Regions from separate parts of the Danio rerio genome. Here region 1 is linked to region 2. A link is a contact called in public HiChIP or PLAC-seq data. All regions are on one chromosome and are shown on one strand. The core of a region is the stretch at or near the end of the contact, and the rest is flanking DNA. Distances in the headings are between cores, read along the strand shown.

The links. HiChIP or PLAC-seq counts read pairs in DNA pulled down with a chosen protein or histone mark.
Region 1: an H3K4me3 HiChIP or PLAC-seq map of embryo shows a contact between it and region 2, with 2.7 times the contacts expected there. The contact joins the promoter of cpda here to the promoter of lrrc75a in region 2. A contact is called at or near these places in 1 of 18 Hi-C or Micro-C datasets (caudal fin) and 1 of 4 datasets of contacts at active chromatin or transcription factors (embryo).

Annotation. Positions count from the first base shown.
Region 1 is chr15:27,236,068-27,238,767 of GRCz12tu, reverse strand. It overlaps cpda (carboxypeptidase D, a), which reads right to left and starts at 1,294. Exons shown (of 21, transcript XM_021474349.3): 1 at 574-1,294. The coding sequence starts at 1,202.
Region 2 is chr15:27,168,482-27,171,181 of GRCz12tu, reverse strand. It overlaps lrrc75a (leucine rich repeat containing 75A), which reads right to left and starts at 1,288. Exons shown (of 4, transcript XM_021474345.3): 1 at 1-1,288. The region is part of intron 4 of si:ch211-108p6.4; the gene reads right to left. It overlaps poldip2 (polymerase (DNA-directed), delta interacting protein 2), which reads right to left. Exons shown (of 11, transcript NM_212714.1): 11 at 2,316-2,700.

The DNA of each region.
Region 1 (2,700 bases), core at 45-2,544, 68 kb before region 2:
AGTCCAGTTGTAGGTAAACGTCTGCTTTTTTGAAACCGAAGAAGGTTTCTAGCTGATTTAAAGCATTCATTTACTCCTTTACTCATCACAAACTTGTTGAGTTTTTTTTTTTCGTCTGTTGAATAAAAAAGAAGATATTTAGAAAAATGTATTCATTGACATCCACATTCTCTGTTTTTCCTTCTATTGAAGGTAGTTTTTTTAAATAATTTTCAAAGTAAATGATTTTGTGTTGAAAAAGGGAGGCTCAAAAAGATTTGAAACCACTTGAGGGTGAGTAATTTGTGAGAGAAAGATTACATTTAGTCCTGTAAAAAATGCTGGGTTCCACACAATCAATTTGTGTTGGCACAACATGAAGAACTAAAGTTAATTTATTAGTTTTTACAAATTTAGGTGGGTTTAACATAAAAAATTAGGTTGTCCCCCCAAAAAAAACTCAAGAATTGTGCTGTTCCAACTCATTTTAAATAAGTAGTTTTAACAAGCAACATTTTTGAGTGAGGGTTGAACTATTCCTTTCATATGGTCATAAGTTTGATTTTTCTAGCAAGTCTACGTGAATGGCCTTACTTGTTCTCCAGGATCCACTTTATGACAGCAGTAACTTCAGGGATGTCTTCTGCATTCAAGTGTATTTCCTCAAACTGATCTGGGAAACTTCTATTCAGGTCGATGTTTTTAGCATTATGCCGACCCTCATCTTTGCCCACACAATCCCCCTCCACGGACCTTTCAAAGCCGTCAGGATTCATACTCGGCAGGATGTAAATATCGGTGGTGTTGACGAGCTCCGTGACCCGCTGATCCTCCCCGTACTTCTCCAGTAGGTCCTCCAGCAGGTAAACCAACACCTGTCGGGACACGGTCTCGTCTCCGTGCATGTTGCCCACATACTTGAATTTGGGTTTTCCTGCTCCATCAGCAGCACTGATGTCTTTGGTGACTCTCATCACCCACAGCTCTCTGCCTTCAACGGACCTGCCGATGCTGGTCAGATTGGCGATGCTGGGGTGTTTAACGGCGAGACTTTTGAGAAGCTCGGTAAGTTCGTCGTAATTGTAGTATTTGTTGTAAGTCTCTGTCTTCAGCTCGCCTGCGGAAACTGAGTTGATGGGGCTGATATAAACAACGAGCAGAGATAAAAGCAGCAGCGGGCATTTATTCGCTGAACACAGGTCTCTTGCCCTCTGTCCCGACATGTTTCCGAAGGCACCTTGGCGTCCTCATGAAATCCCAAAATCTGTCCGGCTGGGTCGGGTTCTTTCTTTAGCCTGACGTCGGGGGTATTTTTAGTAAGAACTTCCTGCTAACGCTTTAACAAAGGGTGGAGTTTCAATGACAGCCAAAGTAGTTTCAAAATAAAAGTCGCGACTACTTCATCTCTTTATCCATCTTTTAATATCTACGTCACAATATTTTTTCATTTTTTTAAACAATTAATATTGGTTCGTAAAGCGTTTTAATGTATCAGTTGAAAAGTATTGCAATTTTCTAGTCATTTTAGATCTCGTTAATGTAGTACCATTTTAGGTATAAAAAACTTTAATTATCTATATAAGTTACTTGTTTTATTAGTATTAAGAATCAACATATTTTTCTTACACTTTTTCGCATATATCCATAAACCTTTTGATGATAATCATATTTCCCAAGTGGCAATCGTTTTCATTTTTAATTATTATTTTACTAATATGACTTTTGCTTTTTTTGTGTGTGTGTGTGTGATATCTTATGAGTAACACATGTTGCTTTGTTGGAAACATTTGAAATGATAGATACAATAACAGAACATTTTTATTATTTAATATTTTAGTGTTTTATTATAAACCCTTATAATATTGCAGAATCCAGGCTGAGGCTTTTGTCCTGGGATAAACTAGATTTCAATTGAAGTAAATGTTTGACAACATTGAAATTACCATAGAATTAACATGAAATCTACATATACATATGTAATTGTTGCTTTAATGTTACTATAGCTGTAGATCAGAATATTTTGTAATTATTGAAGTTGTGATTTAAAATAAATTGGTTAATTTGAAGCCTGTCTGTACATTAAATCATCTTAAGATCTGCTGAATTGGGCTTCAGTCAGATTAATATCATAACAGAGCCCTGAACCTTAAACTCATTGATATCCTTCACTAAAAATGAAGATGCAATTCTCAGTGAGCTTAAACTATTTATAAAAAAATACACCATTTATAAAATGTACAAAAAAAAAAAAAAAAACTAATTTATACCGTTGAAACCAGATTAAACCCCCTTTGAATGTTTCTGTCTTTTTAAAATATTTCCCAAATGATATTTAACAGAGAAAGGAATTTTTCACAGTATGCCTGATAGTATTTTTTCTGCTGGATGAAGTTTTGTTTTATTTTGGCTAAAATAAAAGCAGTTTTAAATTTTCTAAAAATCATTTTAAGGTCAATGCCCCTTTAAGCTATATATATATATATATATATATATATATATATATATATATATATATATATATATATTTATATATATATATAGATAGTCTACAGAACAAACCATCGTTACACAATAACTTACCTAATTACTCTAAGCCGCCTAGTTAACCTAATTAACCTAGTAAGGCCTTTAAATCTCTCTTTAAGCTGTATGAAAGTGTCTTGAAAAATATCTAGCAAAACATTGTGTACTGTCATCATGGAAAAGATAAAATAAATCAGT
Region 2 (2,700 bases), core at 39-2,538:
GAATTTCTCGTAATAAATTTTTGCATTTTTACATTTCGTTAAAATATATTCAGAAAGTGCTCAGAGGGTGCGATTTATGGAGGTGGTTTGGAAAGATGAACAACCTCTTTAATTAAGGCATAAACTCCCCAAAATAAAGTTGGGGGTCTTAAATATACATTATTTCAATGCATAACCTTTAATGCATTACATAGCGTTTAAACAACAGCGTGTCGAAGTTAAATTACAAATGTACACGCTCAAAAATCGCTTCTACAATGGTAACCGTAGCAACAGCTGCTCGAACGATGTTTGAATCAACAAAACACTGTAAAGTCGATATCAATTTATCATAATAAGCACATCACACAGTCTAAATTACTAAAATATTTTTTCTTTACTTAAATTGTCTCGAAGACTTTTAACTTCGCCAGGGCTGACAAAAGCTTAAGAAGATAAATTAATTTCACGAAACAATTTATTTAAAAAAAAATAACTTGAAAAGTTAAACTCACTAAAATCACTGAACAATTTGCACATTGCACGCCTAATTATCCAACAAATCTGCAATAAGGATGCGGTTATTGTTTACCACGCACGACGTCCAACTTTTACACCACAGCCAACTCGTTCGTTAGTTGTTTACGCTTTTTATGAAACGTCTGAACGCGAAATAGTATTTAGATATTTCTCATAAGACGTCAAAACATTTGAAAGACTGCGTGTTTTAAGTCGAAGTACTCGTATTTCAGTCCAATTGGGTCAGAGCTGCATAATTGATCTCTTCAGTTAAAAACTCCAGTAACGTTAATCCTCGATTCCCTCAGGTAGGGAATAAATCTGATGATGCCTGCGGCATGACCGCAGATTAAAGAAGAGCAGTCCCGCAAACCTCCAGAAACTCTCAGTCCAGTTCAGCAGAATTACAAAACGATTTTTAGGAAAGGTTGGTTCGATTTTTCGCCCGTATTTTTATTTTAGCATTTGTTTGAGCGTGTTAACATCGCAGTTTCTCCGCATTCTCATGACGTGCGTCTCTGTGTGAGTTTAGTCGACGGCGAGCGGTCCTGCTGTGAACAAGGGCATGTAAATATTTACGTCGTCCGTCACTGTTTTCCTCCGCGCACAAGTCATCCGAGTATTTCCTTTCACGCAGCTCAGAGAAATGCCTCTGTTGGCTGATGAAATGTGCGGTGTCGGATTAATTCTCGCTTTGATGTGACCCCTCTCTCCCTCCAGGTGTGTCCCGTCTGAGGGCAGGGTGTGTTCAGAGAAGCGCGGCTGCTCGGGCTCTCATCATCAGTCGGATGGAGCGGAGAGGCGCTGGGTCTCGACACAGGCTGTGCGGGAGGGGTGGAGCGGTCTGCAACATCCTCCACTTGTGTTTCAGTCTACAGGCGAGAATGCACCACTGCCAGGATACACCTAACCAAGTGGAGCAGACTGGGACTTATCCAGTTCTGCACTTCATGTGGTATTTCAACGCTTTTAAGCCCATTAAAGATACAAGCATTCGGACAATCCCATATCCAATATACGCGGGGTCACAGACTATACTTAAGTGATTTTTTAATCGTCCACTACGATAATAGTTGGCATTTCTTTGCTGACATCTGGTGTTTAACACATGGCATGTCATCTGCTGCACTTTCTCAAAGATGGAAAATTTGGTGTTGAAAAAAAGTTAGAAAACACTTAAAGGGACAGTTTGCCAAATAATAGAGTTAGTTAATTATTAAATCCAAGAGGTAGTGATTTTTATTCTACAGTAAGCATCAAAAAATAATTTTCGTGACTTATTAAATGTAATGCTAACTGCAATGTAAGTTGTAAGTTTCAGAAGAAAAAAAAATACACACACACATACAAAAAAAAAAAAATATATATATATATATATATATATATATATATATATATATATATATATATATAGTCATTTTATGAAACATTAATAAATAAATATAATGTGACAAGAAGTTTGCACTCCAAATTGTCATAAACATGCTCAGGTGGTTGCTGAAGCTTTGGATTTAAAATAATGTTCAGTTTTTTTAGACAGACCAAAATAATATTAATAATAATAATAATAATAAAAACTTAATGTATTGTCTGGAGCCGCAAGGGCTAGTAGCTGTTGAAACTAAATTTTACCCAAGAATAACAAGAGAAATAACATTTAAAAACTGAATTTTAATTTACTTAAAACTATGTGGAATAAAACTGAAAAAATATGAAAATGTGTAACTGAATTGTCATCATTACTTTATAGACCTGTTTTTGATTTGTTTTCTTGCTAAAGCTGCCATTTTGAAATCACATTAATAAAGAAACAGGAATCTGGAAATGTCATTTTATTTATGCTTTTACAAACATATTTACAGTGAACAGTAAAGCAGTTCATCATCCAACAGTTTAATCAAAATCCATGATGAAAAGTTGGTGTGAAGGTGATCTCTAATACGGTTTCGTCCCACTTGGCTTTCTTAGTCAAACCACATTTCACTGGCTGACTTTGGGATAGCCTTAGTGTAATCTTTGCAGCAAGCCTTTAATTAGTCTAATTAGGTATTTGGAGAAAACATTCAATGTATATACACTGACATCTTTCTCCAGAATATAAGGAATTAACTAAATGGGGGTTTGAACTTAGGGATAAATTGCAATATGCTTAATTAACGCTAATAAGCTTATTCAGTTGTTCAACACAGCCGTCCCAATAAA